2 separate regions of the Mus musculus genome follow, and region 1 is linked to region 2. A link is a contact called in public HiChIP or PLAC-seq data. All regions are on one chromosome and are shown on one strand. The core of a region is the stretch at or near the end of the contact, and the rest is flanking DNA. Distances in the headings are between cores, read along the strand shown.

Region 1 (7,639 bases), core at 3,920-6,419, 560 kb before region 2:
GCAATCTGTTGTATGTATTGTTTTCTTTTCTTCCACTTTGACCACAAATTCCTTCAGGTCTCCGCTGGTTCATCCTCCAAGCCATGGATGCCGCTCGACTCACAACAGCCCAATTCACACTGCTACTGGCTCACGACTCACTCAGAACTTCTCTGTGTCTGTTCCCACTCTCATCTATACTGGTACGAGACTGCTCAGACGCCAGAGCTGGGGAGAGGCAGGCCACAGGCTCAGTGGCTGCAGAGGCAGGCAGGCAGGTAGTGTAGGCAGGTACCATAGTCTTTGCTTCTTCCCTTTCTTACTTCTAATCCAGCTTCAATGAAGAACTTCTGTTAGGCTGACACAAAGGCTCTGACTGTGGAAGTGAAGGTGTGTTTTCAGCTTCTAGAGTCTCTCTACAGATCCTGTCAGAGCCCCATGATTGTGTATTGCATTCAGAGAGCTCTCCAAATGTATTCTTATGAACAGTTCTGTGTTGTTTAGAATAGAAATTAATACACTTCAAAGTGAAGTAGACACCACCACTTTGGTTTGTTTATTTTCTTTTATGAACCAAGTCTGCAGGGTTTTGAGATGATAGGGTCTGTTTGATTCTGTGGAAGAGGGCTATGGGAAAAACAGGTAAGCAACTGTTTGCATCAAATGCAGTGTTTCAAAAGTTCTACTTATTGTTCTCTTCGCTGTGTTTTTAGCTGTAGCACGCTGATGCTATAGGATAAGGAAACAGTTTTTCTTTCAGAGATACTTATGTGTGTGTAAATATGGAGATAGTTACAGATATTTCCACACACCATTTGTGGCCATCATTTTCGTTTGTAACTTACAAAAACATTTATTTGAAATATTTTGTCATTATTTATTTGTTTTGTTTCTCTTTTTAATATATATATTTTTAATCCCCATTAGTCTACCATTTCATGCTTCTTTGCTTTCCCACTTTGGCTTATTAACTGTTTCAACGCAGATAACATTTATCTGGAGAATGATGAATGGTTAGACAGCATTCTTTGTCGTTGGCCTGGTTCCCAGCTCCACACTTAAGAAATGACTGCCGGCCCCACCCCAGTTCTTCCTGATGTTTCGTCATGCTGCCAACTGTCAAGCCCTTTGGCACATGATTGCTTAATATGTCTCCACCTTCTTCTGGCAGGATTCCCTTCAATGAGGATCCCAACCCCAATACTCACTCATCAGGACCCTCAACCCCTCTGAAAAACCAAACTTATTCCTTTTCACCTTCCAAGTCCTACAGTCGGCAGTCCTCTTCTTCTGACACAGATTTGAGTTTGACACCCAAGACTGGTAAGGCGCTCCCACCCACCTTTTGTGTTTCCTCGTAAGAACTTGTTTCTGTTCCTTGTGAGCCGCACACCAAACCTTTCCTCCTGTTGCTGCATTTAAGTTAATGTGACCACTGATAATCTCAGTTATTAAAGCTAATTGGTTTTTTTGTTTGGAGAGTGACATTTTAATTGATTTAATTATTGTCAATATTAAGTTGAGAGTTTTGTTTGGGTATTGACATTCTTCATTTCATGTTGAAGTAAAGAGGAATGCCACTTTAAAATAAAACATTTGCATAGTAACTCTAGAGGTCTGCAACCAAATTGCAGTTTTGAACCATAATTCCTCTTAAGCATATGACTAATTTATTTCTTATTCATTTCCATTTCAGCATTTAGTTCTTTATTTTTATTATGGGGCTAGTTCAGAACTGGAGTGGCTGTATAGCAGTGTAGGCTTCGCTCATCTGCTTTTTGGCTGAAGGCTGAAGGTTCAGTGTAGAGTATTACCTTGAGTTTAACTAGAAAACAGAAAAAAAATCAAAGAGGAAGTGATATTGGTCATATCTATTTTTTACATTTGTTTACATGCTAACTTAAAAGGTAATATAAATACTGATCACTTCAGTTCTTAGATGATTTTTATAGAAGAATTATTTTGCTTGGAGAGCGACGTTTTAGCTGTTTTAGTCATGCTTGATATGAAGTTTGTGCGATTAGGCTGCTTGGCTTTGCTCCTTACTCTTGCTCTCCAGGTTGAAACTGCAGTTTAAATTTTCTCACCCTTGGATATTTTTCAATTTATTAAATTTATAGTTATCCCTTTCTTTTTGCATTGTGAGTGGTTTCTGGGTTTTTGTTAGTGTTTTTTGATAAGAAGTTGATAAAATATTAAATTGGCTTCATGAGAGAATTCAATTTATTTAAACAAAAAAAATTTTTTAAAGATTTATTTATTTATTATATGTAAGTACACTGTAGCTGTCTTCAGACACCCCAGAAAAGGGCATCAGATCTCATTATGTATGTATGGTTGTGAGTCACCATGTGGTTGCTGGGATTTGAACTCAGGACCTTCAGAAGAGCAGTCAGTGTTCTTAACCGCTGAGCCATCTCTCCAGCCCTTAAATAAAATTTTAAAGAACGATTGAAAATGTAAAGATTTACTATTTTTAGTACTTTAAGTACTAGAAATAGTTTTCCTATCAGATTGACTAAACTGTTTTTATTTGTATTATTTTGAATTTGTCATCTTTAATAACCTTTAATGTTTTAGTGTTAGAAGAATTTATAAAATGGATCCAGATTTTTTGAAAACAATCAAAACAAAATCTTATTATAAACTTAATTTTTTCCTTTTTTAAAAATAAAATTGATCACAGAATAAACACTATAAACACCCATTCCTGTGTTTTTATTACCATCCCTGTCATCCCTCTCTAACATCATTGATTTTGACAGCTACTTTATTTTTTTAAGTATGCTCAGCCTTAACCTAAGAAGCCAAGTGCAGATCAGGAACCCTTGGGAAAGCACTGTATCTGTCCCCGTGCAGGCAGAGTTTCCTGCTTCCGTCTGGCCTAGATGACGACGCATGAGAGCCGCTTTGGGGTTAGCATGTGCATTGTGTTAGGTATTATAAGCAGTACAAAGACGATTTAAAATAGGAGGAGGCTATGCGAAGGCTATTTGCAGAGCGCACTGCATTCTGTATTTGTGAATTTTGTTCCTGCGGTGCTGGTCATGGTGGCCTCAGCAGCATTCCCTACAGATGCTGAAGCTGTACTGTATATAATTATGAGTAACAATTAAAAAGTACTGCTAAAGCCTCTTTACTCTTGTTCTTCACGCTCAGCCAGGTGTGGCAGCGCACGCCTTTAATCCCAGCACTCAGGAGGCAGAGGCAGGCGGCGGATCTCTGAGTTCGAGGCCAGCCTGGTCTACAAAGTGTGTTCCAGGACAACCAGAGAAACCCTGTCTCGAAAAAACAAAAACAAAACAAAACAAAAAAAAAAGATAGCATTTTATAGTAATGGATGCTTTGGAATGTGGTATTTTAACTTCTTTGTGCCATAAAAATTGAGCCATTGAAATTGCGATGAAATTTAAAAAAAAAAAAAAAAAAGGAGTAAGCGACTAGCCGTAATGTTCATGCCACTGAGAACAAGGTAGGCTTGGGATGGGACCTTCTCCTCTGCACCTTTTCTGTAGGCTGGAGATGAAACCCAGCTCATGGTGCATGCTGGACAAGCACTCCACCTCAGCCAGCCTCCTCCTCAGCTCCTGGGTACTTAGAGACCAGATCTTATTAAGTTGCGGAGGCTGGTCTCTGCCTTGTGAGCAGGAGTCGGCCCAGGCCCAGTATAGCTGGGACTCTGGGTGTGCTCTTATAAACAAGGAGATGTGACTGGAGCTGTGAGGCTTTGGTCTGCTCACTGGCTTCTAAGCTGCTTTTCAATAATGCTCACTGATTATGTTCTTGTCGTACCACAGATAACGTTTAGAAAGCGGGGTTTTTTTTTTTTTTTTTGGCTTTTTTGTTTCTTAATTCTTACAAAAGGACAAACCTAAAGATTGTACAGGCATCAGCAATGGAAGCTTTCTGACTGGCATCAGATGTGCTAGCAAGGACTTCTGTAGTACTGGTTCTTAAAACCTCATTTATATACCTGTAAGCTGACTCTGATTGTTTTGTTTTGTTTTCCCACCTTAGTAGCTTGTTGAGACCCTCGCCACCTTTGCGCGGTCTGGAGGGGCTTGCCACCTCTCAGTTTTGTTACCTCGTAAGCTGAGACTCAGTGAGCATCCTTTCCTGTCTCTGTCCGGCTTCTGAGAAGCAGTACAAGTCGATTATGATTGACTTACTATTTATAAACCGAGACGTCAGAAATAGAGCAGAATAAAGGGTGGTCTGAGAAAGTTATTTTTCTGTTTATAATGCATTTTTTGGGTTAGTTTTCTTAATTTTTTTTTACTTTATTAGAATCTAATTTATAACATTTTAAAAAATGAGATTTTAAAAATGTTTTCCCCAATTTCTCAACTAATAGGAGTGGAATTTTTGAATGCTGTAATAGGTATATAGCAGAGATTTACACACTTGATTTGGGTAGATTTTACTTTCTTAGGCAGGGTGGCTGTATATATTTCTTACAATACACAGGGTATTTGACCTTTATGTGCAAATATCTGTAAATAGTGATATGATCACATTAAAGTATGAGACATTTTAGAGGTAAGATGAAAGGATTAATGTATACATCAAAACTGGAGAGTAAAAACCTAGCTTGGAATTCATAATACATTACTCTATGATTATTTTTTAAATGAGTATCCCATTAGCACAAATATATGCAGTATCATAGCTAGTAACATTTTAAGGTACCAAAATTTACTACTTTAAATCAGTGTTTTGGATTGAAGCCACAAGTTTCTTACCATACGGAGAGTGGTGGTTTTCAGCCATACAAGTTCTTAAATACAGTCAGCCAGCCAACCAACCAAAATCAATTGGTGGGCAATTTAAGTATTTGAAGAAGTCAGTCAAAAGTGATGGAATGCATAAAGTCTTGCTAATGATTTAAAGTTTTTCAGTGCTTGCAGAGTTTGAAGGGCTTTGTTCATTTTGAAGGTGTCCTTGGTTTGCATGTTGGCTAGGGCTCTGGCGGGTGGGTGGGTACCTGAGCTCTGGCTCACTCAGTGTGGGTTTGTCTGCATTTGAATCCATTTGATTGTTATGTTTGCTCTCACTGCGTTCCTTCTCCTGCATTTCTGATCATCTTCTGAACCTACATCTTTGCTACTTTCCTCCACAGCACCTTACCCACAGGGGCCGGGGATCTACCTGTGTCCCAGCTCCACCCCCCTCTCTTGTGGTTCCTTTCACCTTAAGTCCCGCCTCCTCTCGGAATCTAGCCTTACCCCTCATCACTCTAGCCTTGTCAGCCCCGTTCTGAGGAAAAGTGTTTCTTTCAGTGAAGAGCTGTTCCTGGCTGCTTCTGGTAGGATCACATTATGTCAGCTTTTTTTTAAATAATCCCTTTGTTTTAAATCATCTCTGAAAACATGTTATTTTATGCCATAGAGAATGACTGTGTGCTTTATGTGTGTGAGTGATTTCACTGACAGTTAATCAGAACCACACATATGTCACTGACGCTTACTTGATGGCTATTATCAGTAGTCACTGAGTTTTCTGTTTAACAAAGATTATGTGTCAGGATGTGGCTGTGGATGTTTGCTGTCACTCTCAGGACCGAGGTCTCACTCAGTGTCCTTGTAGATGCTCTGTTCCCCTCTCTCCATACCTGCTCCATCCACATCCGACCTGTGCCATCCTGTTGCTAAACCAGAAGGCTACATGAGAAAATTATTCTGTTTGAACCAGTTTAAGTCTCATTTTGGTGCTATTCTTTTATTATACACTTGTTTTCTTTCCATTCCATTAATCAAGTTATTCTGCTATGTTTTCTGGTACTTTATTTATCACTGCAAACTTACCTTTTATTTTGTGATTTTAAATATGCTTCATATAAAGATCTTAGTTTTGTTTCCAGTTAGCATTGTGTAGTCTCTAAAAACCTTAAGATTACTGTAAGAAAAACTTTTGTTTTCAGAGATCAGAATGGGACTACACACATGCTAACCCTTGTTTCCTTATCCAAGAACAGCTAAAAATGTAAACATGGATTAACTCCTCCCTAAGGCACTGCAGTGAACTTGACCGGATGCATCTTTAGCTTTGAGAGCCAGTGTGAGCCATCCCATCTCCATAGATCGTGGGCCATACTTGTCCTTGTGTTACTATCAAAACAATGACGACAACAAATGCTAGGGAAAATGTAATATTAGCCTTAAAATACATCTAAGGGTGAGGAAATAGAATTCTTTCATCCATGACTATGTACATTTGTGATGTGCTTACACATGTGTGTTGATTTTTGTTAATGAGCACATCCCATGTTCAGAGGAGAGCATGAGCAGAGAATAAGCTTCATTCTGAAGGCTGATTGGCCCGTTAGCTTCCTGTAGTTTTGACCTGAGCAGTTAGTGTGTTTCTTCCCATATTTTACCAGATATTTTGATGTGTTTAAGTTGTTAGCATAGTCAGTTATTCTTTTGGTTATTTTATTAAAATTATCAACTTATAAATATTGAATATTATCAAAGAATTGTTGCCTTATTTTAATATTTTTATTAGAATAAATTGATTGTAAAACTAGCTGTGACCATAACTTTGATATCTTACTTTAAAGAAAGTTTTAATATAGTAGAGTAAAATGCATGTGCTACTTACCATAGCAAAATAGGTTAAACATGTGGCTGAGTTTCTGTATTTGACACTGTCTGTGAAGATGAGTGCACTTGAGCTTGCCGGTGTCTACTTATGTGCTTGTTCCTTACGTGCTGCTGTCCTGTAGGAATGGGCAGTGGGAGTGCTGGAAAAGAAGGGGGGCCCTTTAAAGCCCTTTTACGGCAACAGACGCAGTCGGCGTTGGAACAGCGGGTAAGAGAACACTTTCTATTCCTTCTCTGTCTCTGTGGTTTTGTACGCCTGCGCTCCTTCCTGGCTGCTTAAAAGGTTCTGAAAAGGGTTTTTGATCATTATCTATAATGTTGTACTTTTAAAGTTCAAATGTATTTAAGATATCAGAGTAATTTTTTCACCAATATTTACTTTTTTACTTAGGAAAATTTCTTAACTTTTCTGTTTTGTGGAGCTTTTTAATTTAAAATACTTAAATTGAATTTTAATTTTTCCAGTCTTTGATTTAAAATATTTCTTCTGAAAATATCCATTGAATACTGAAATCATTTCTAGTTCTCATTAAAGGTACAATATAGAGAAGAAAATGATTAGTCTTTTTGCAGAAAACCATCTCAGTAATGCTCTCTTAAATCGGCGCTATAATATGCTGACACTTACCTCTTGACGTTACTTTTTGTCACTGGCCTGTTTATTAGATACCAGACACAGATTCTGTTCTTAGTAGATTAAAGTTAAGCGTGACTGTCTAGCATAATATGGGTTTGGGTTTTGGTTTTGTGGGGTTTTTTTTTTTTGTTTTTTGTTTTTTGTTTTTTTTTTTTTTTTTGAGGCAGGGTTTCTCTGTATAGCCCTGGCTGTCCTGAAACTCACTCTGTAGACCAGGCTGGCCTCAAACTCAGAAATCCGCCTGCCTCTGCCTCCCGAGTACTGGGATAAAAGGCGTGGGCCACCACTGCCCTGCTATGATATGTTTATTTAATGATCATGTATAATGTTTATTTAATTTGTTGGTGGGAAACTGCGTCTGGTTTTTGGATGATTTCTCTCTCTCTCTTTATAACCATCCTTGCAAAGGGAGGATCGCCTC
Region 2 (6,765 bases), core at 1,171-3,670:
ATACAATGGAAAGCAGTAACCCCCACCCCCATCCCATCCCACCCTCCACTCCCACCCCAACCCCCCAGCCCCAGTTGCTCAGTTCTCCCCTTCAAGCCATTGTCCCAATTGCAAGGTTTTCCTGGGGAGTGGAGGCATCTTAAACTTTTAATATTTAATATTGTTTAAATTTTATTTAATCTTATATGCATGAGTGTGTGCATGCCCAAGTGTATATATGTGCACCATATACACACAGCTCCTGATGGTCAGAAGAGAAATCGATACCCCTGGAACTGGAACTACAGGTGATCATGAGGGGCCACATGGGTGCTGGGAACTGAACCCAGGACATCTGCAAGAGTTGGAAATGCTCTTAACTGCTGAGCCATCTCCATAGCTCCCCCAAATTTAATATAATACTTAAATTATAATATATAAATTATATTATAATTTAAGTATTATATGTGTACATAAATATACATATATATATATATATATACATATATTCACACACATATACATATATATTCAAGATAAACTATTTGCCTATGACTGAGGTATTATTAGCCCTTGACAACTGCCAAAAGGAAGTTTGCTGGGTGGCCACTGGCATGCTAAGTGTAGAGTATCTATAAGGTTTCCAGGCAGATTTGCCCAGGAGGTGCTGGAAATAGAGACCTCGGGCTTAGGAGAGGGGTCTGGGCAGGAGGTGGAAATCAAGGGTAATAGGTTGTTGATGCCAAAGTTATGGGCAGCAGCCCACACAGCACGGATAGAGGGGGTGAGATGCCGGTTGTACAGTGAATCCTGGCAGATGCTGGAAGAGCTCACACCCAAACCAGGAAGGATAAGGGGGGAGTTTATGGTGATCGATTTCAACATCAAAGTAGGTCCTAATTCTGTACCCTGCTGCTTTCATATAGGAATGCGCCAGAAGGGCAGCCCTCAGGATGCTGGGAAGCAAGGAACAAAAAAGTTTTACTAATAAAGTGAGAGGTGAACATAGGATCCATCAATGGATGCTGAGGATGTGGGAATAGAGAAGCAACTGATGCAGGATTGTTTCTTCAACAACAACAACAACAGCAACAACAACAACAACAGGGCCCCTTATAACCTAGGGTGGCCTCAGATTTGCCATGTAGCTAAGGCTCACCTTGGATGTCTGATCTGTTTGCCTCCTGCCCTGAAGGCTGGGGTTACAAGTGTGCACTACCACGCCTTGTTTATGCAGTGCTGGGCTCACACCTGGGGCGTCATGCAGCTTGTGCTCTGTCCTGTTACTGCCCCTCACCTTGGTGCATTTGTAAGTGTGAATGACTCTGACTCCGCAACTTGGCCTTTCCTCCTCCTGGCTGCTGGGACACTCACCTAGGAGACACCTGTCTCAGGTTGCTCTGATATGCAAATCACCCACCTGAGCTTAACAGGAGTTTGTAATCTTCTGCCAAGTCTATTCAAAAGCACCTACAAAGAGAAGTCAGGAGCTTATTAGGAGGTGCTTCTTAAACCACATTGGGGAGGGGCAGGAGGAGGAGGGGGAGGAGGAGGGGGGAAGGAGGAGGAGGGGGAGGAGGAGGGGGGAGGAGGAGGAGGAGGGGAGGACTGAGAAAGAGAAAAGAGCAGAAGAAGGGGAGGGAAAAGAAAGGAGAAAGGGGGAAGGGGGATAGATTTTATATTTTAAACATTTTTTATGTTTATTTTTACCTAGAAATTATGCTGTGTCCATTGCAAAAAGAAAATGTTCAGTATAAGAAAACTATTTCAGTAAATCTCATACACATAAAACGAGAAATCTGTATAAAGTCTGTAGGTTTGCCCTAGGGTACCAGTGTCAGTCTTAACAATGGAGAGGCACAAAATATAGACAACACAAAGTACTTGGCCAATGTGAAAGACCACCACCAACAACACACATACACACACATTTATACCTTTAAAAAACTTTCTGTTGTTGATACATGTATCTATTTGTATCTATATATGTCTATCTATAGCAAAGGCTATGTCTCTATGAATCATCACGGTTATTTATGTTAGGAACAAAAATTTTTTGACAGATTGGCCAAAATAAAGCATTAATACTGAATAGGGTCAGAGAGTAATGAAACTGGACTCAGATGAGGCTAGGAAGAAAAACAGCAGCAGCAGCAACAACACCACAAAAACTGTTCTCCATCTGGAGAACAACCTGTCATGCTTGTCGGCTTATGTGTCTGGGGATGTGCAGTGTAGACGAAGACAGGACCTACACCCAATGAACTCCTTAATCATGGAAGTCGGAAGAGTGCCCCGGACTTCCGGTCACTGGAACTACCCTGGACGCCCTGTGAGCTTGGGAAAGTTGATTTCCATCAGCTCTGCAGGAGAGCACCTGTTTGGAAGTTCACCTTCGAGAAAAACCAAGACCTCTTGCCTGGTGGGTGACTCACTCCTTCAGGACTCTCTCTAGGAGGACAGGAATGCCAGACTTGTTTCAAGAGGAAACAAACACGCGTTCACCCCAGATCAAGCACCAACAAACCACCAAAGGAATGACCCACCGGGTCCGGCTTGTAACTCCTGAGTTTACTTACAAAAGCATGAATGGTGGGGGTGGGGTGGGTCTTGTGGGAATGGGAGCTACCCCCAAACAGCTGCATCACAGAGAAAAGCCTCGCAGCTGCATGGGAAGTTCTGACCTTGGCCAAGCCTCACCATCTCTCCTTCACTTACCCTTCCAAAGACCAGGTGCAGATGGAACCGAATTAAATACAGCTGGGGGAGGGCAAGGGGCGCACAGACCTCCTCCTTTGGAATAGAAGGTCAAAAGGCTCTCCTTTTGGGGGAGGGAGGTCAGTCTGACTAAAGTGAAAATGGATCTTTTGTTTAGAGGACAGGGGTCCACAATCTAGTGCCCGGAAAGCCCTGATTCTGTTCCTAGCCCTGCTAATTAAAAAATAAAACTAAATAAAGGTTCTTTTTTTTTTTTTCCCTAAGAAGAGAGCAGACTTTAGGATGCAATTACCACACAGGTTTTTCCACTAAAGGGTCAATCTTCACTAAAGACATGTCTGCTGCTTTCAGCCCCTTAGGAAAGGGAAATGCAAGTCAGAGGCACACTGGTGGACTTCAGTCCAGGAATGTGTCACCAACAGCATCACTTCTAAGCTGTGGCTGCTCTAGCACTATGGAGTTCTCAATCTATGGGTTGCAACCCCTTTAGGGTTGACATGACCAATGGAAAGCACAGGTATTTACATTACAGTTCCTAACAGCAAAATTACAGCTGTGAAGTAGTAAGGAAACGATTTTATGGTTGGGGGGGGGTCCCCGCAACACGAGGAGCTGTATTAAAGGGGCACAGCATTAGGAAAGCTGAAATCTGCTCTAGAGCATAGCACAAACCAGTCTACATCCAGCTAGAGCCTCAGTGTGACCTGACCTCTTGTCCTCAAAGGACTGATCATGATCTCAGGGAAGACAAGCATGCACCTCTCTTTGGTCATCAGACCATGGAAACAATGGGGGTTGGAGGGAGAGGGAGCAAGGAAAGGAATTGGAATTTTCTTTCTTTGTCCTTCTTCCCAGTGTGGTGCCTTTGGAAAGTACCTTTTCTCTGCTTTAATTGCCAGGCTTAATTGCTTCTCTAATTGGTCAGTAAAGAACAGGTATTCTTACTTAATATATTAGGGCTGCCACAGCCCAGGTTTTGACCCCAACGGCTTGGTAATATCATGAGTCAATTCAAAACTTCTGATCTCATTCACACTATAAATACCTCCTTTCTAAAAAATATAGTTAATGATTCCACAAAAAGATCAGCTCATATTAAACCTTCACAAGAAATGACTAGACAATAAGAATCTAAAAACAGTTCCTTTGAGACATTAAACACTCAGTACTCCTCTCGACGATTGCCTGGGGTTCCCCTAAAAGAGTCTAGGGTACAAGGTGATTGTGTGGGACACCCTGGATTAAGAAAGAGAAATCCAGGGAGAACTGAAGGTTCTAACCTTGAGTTCTAATTTGCAGTATGTTAGATTGTATCCTGTGATAACTCCCTCAGGAGTATGTTAGATTGTATCCTGTGATAACTCTCTCAGGAGTATGTTAGATTGTATCCTGTGATAACTCCCTCAGGAATATGTTAGATTGTATCCTATAATAACCCCTCAGTTCATCCTCCCCCTCCTCCGCCCCTGCTCAGGCTCTGGGATCAGTGAGAACCCTGTCAGCTTCCACACCTTTCATTCAAACAATAAAAACAACTGGCAGCTATTCTCTAAGACTGGGTATGTAATCAGAGTCGATCGTCTCTAAAGCGTCCTTTTCTGTTCTACAGTTCACTTGCTCTGGTTCAAAAACATGACACCCTGACAACGGGAGATGACCTTTTTAAGATACAAAAGAAAAACCAAACAAACAAAACCAAAAACCAAAAAAACAAACAAACAAAAACCCCACCAGGCAGTCCTTGTAGAGGTGGTGAGCCCCCCAGCCCTACACCCTGCAACCCTGCGCTTCCTGAATCCTACTTAGTGCACAGAGCAGCTATGCCATGATCCACACACACACACACTCTCTCTCTCCCTCTCTCCCTCCCTCTCTCCCTCCCATTAAAGCTGGTGTTTCTCTGTGTAGGCCTGGCTGACCTAGAACTCCGTTTCTAGACCAAATTGGCCTTGAACTCAGAGACCTGCCTGTTGTCTGTCTCTGCCTCCCGAGTTCGGGGGACTAAGGGCACGAGCCACCTCGCCCGCTCAGGAGCACATTCTGCGTGATCACTTGCTGATGTTTGCAACCCTCTAGCAGTGTGCACATTGCCATTAGCAGGCATCCTGTCTTGTGTGTCTTGGTCCCTGCAGCACTACTCCTACATAGGAACATTCTCCGTACATAGTTTTAAAGGAGGAAACCCCAGCCTCTCTTTTGCTATTTCAGTTTACATTTGGGTTCGGTTTTATAACCCGCCTCACTCCCCGAGAACAATATACTTTAACTTTAGCCCTTGTTGCCTGCATGTTTCCTAAGCATTTACCTTGCAGATGGAAAGCTCTATTCTTTCCCTAAAATTCCCCCTAGCCACCCCTTCCCCTTCAGCTCCTGGTACTGATACTCTTTTTCACTGCTGGGATTCAAACCCCAAACACTAAGGCTGTACTCTACCCCAAAGTCCCATCCATAGCTGCCTGTCACATCTCTATCAAAGAGTCTCCTTTTCTTCAATTCCTACAATTCCTTCTACTCCCCAGTAATGTGATAGCTCTACCCAGACTCCCCCAAATTTTCAGTAAAATTGGGGCAGAGGGCAGCACCCAAAGAGCACAGTTATATTCACACTTACACCTTCAATGCTTGGCAGAGGGAAGTTCTATTTATAGAGTTAGTAGTCGTTGACAAGAGGTACACACTTAAAGAAAACAAAAGGCAAATTCTCACACAGCAACTCCAGTGAGCTTGCTAGATGGGGAAACAATTTTATCTTAAGAAAACACAACTGCCCTAAATTTTCACAACACTTCTGATTGCTTAATCCATGCTGGAATAAGGAACCGGGCACTGGGCTGGATGAGACAAAGAGCTAAGAATGTGGGAAGACAATTACAGGGCTGGGGATGCTACTCCCTGCTAAACTGTGAGCTCCTGGGTTCTATGCGAAGCGCTCTCTCTCTCTCTCTCTCTCTCTCTCTCTCTCTCTCTCTCACACACACACACACACACACACACTGTACCAGCTCAGCGACTCCTAGGGAAGTTACATCTTTCTTAGGGTTCTTATTTTTTCTCCCTGGGGCCAGGCTTTTTCTTGGGACCTTGCAGTTTCCTGGAGGAACTGTGAAAGGCAGAAATCAGGCACCTTCGATCTTGTTGGGCAGCTATTAGTTGAATTAGGTGTGGGGAGAGGGGGAGGGGCGGTTACTGTCTTATTGAAGGAACTTTAAATGACCAAAAATCTGTTCTCTTCTGGGTTAGTTTGTTTTTGTTTGTTTGAAACAGTCTTAATGGAGAGGCCTAGGCTGGTCTCAAACTCCTGACTTCCCTCAGGACTCAGCCTTACCAGTGCTGGGATAACAGGCGTGTATAAACCCCCACTTCTGAAAAGAGTTCAGAAGCTCCGAGGCCTTTTGGAGTGATGTATCAGTAGCATCTTAAGCAAGGCGACTGCTCTAAAGTGGAGCCGGAATGCAACCTAGACATAGGTTTCTATTAGCACAAGATGGAGACCGTACAGAAGGCCAGAGAGGCAGGTTTACGGAATAAGTGCCTCAGCGGAAGGTGACCTCTAACTTTAGAGAGCGGGGGAGAGCGCGTGCACACTCCAGCCTTGTCCTTGAAGGAGATTGAACGAGCCGAGGGGAGGGATAGACCCGTCTCGGGTTTCCAATCACAATGGAGAAAGCTAGGAGGCTGGAGCGCCGCGGCCCCGCCTCCTCCTCCTCCTTCTTGTAGAGCCGGAGTCTGCGATCCGCAGAGCAGCAGCCTGCTGACTTTGCAGTGGCTCCCCTGCCTCAGCGCGCCGCAGAGCCTCCTCTTTTCTGGTAGGTCTGAATCCAGGATCCCAAAACCTGACTTAACTGAACATCAGGGTGTGTGTTGTGGGAGTAGGGAGTGCAGAGGTGTTATTGTTTGGCAGAACAGGAGGAAGGAGCTACGTACGACACATCCACTCTTTGGGGCCTTTGTCCCTGAGCATTCATGCCCCTACCTATTTCTTCTTTGTGGTTTTGGGTGGCAAGCCGAGCGAGCAGAGGTGCGCAGCTGAGCTCCCGACTCGGTCTGCACCTTGGTACAGCCTGAGCA

What was found. HiChIP or PLAC-seq counts read pairs in DNA pulled down with a chosen protein or histone mark.
Region 1: a contact with region 2 is called in an H3K27ac HiChIP or PLAC-seq map of embryonic stem cells, with 2.4 times the contacts expected there. The contact joins two enhancer-like sites. A contact is called at or near these places in 1 of 39 promoter capture datasets (embryonic stem cells) and 3 of 115 datasets of contacts at active chromatin or transcription factors (bone marrow-derived macrophages and embryonic stem cells).

Annotation. Positions count from the first base shown.
Region 1 is chr6:143,066,206-143,073,844 of GRCm38.p6, reverse strand. C2cd5 (C2 calcium-dependent domain containing 5) reads left to right here. Exons shown (of 29, transcript NM_001362113.1): 8 at 58-182; 9 at 6,704-6,789; 10 at 7,627-7,639. Among named protein-coding and RNA genes, the nearest start is that of C2cd5, 30 kb to the left of the region's middle. Within about 2 kb of position 5,169, at least 39 of the 459 cell types and tissues checked have an H3K27ac peak or open chromatin away from gene starts, as enhancers often do. A contact at or near this core is called in embryonic stem cells, where this site is marked.
Region 2 is chr6:142,507,591-142,514,355 of GRCm38.p6, reverse strand. Ldhb (lactate dehydrogenase B) reads left to right here and starts at 6,399. Exons shown (of 8, transcript NM_008492.3): 1 at 6,399-6,503. Within about 2 kb of position 2,420, at least 11 of the 459 cell types and tissues checked have an H3K27ac peak or open chromatin away from gene starts, as enhancers often do. A contact at or near this core is called in embryonic stem cells, where this site is marked.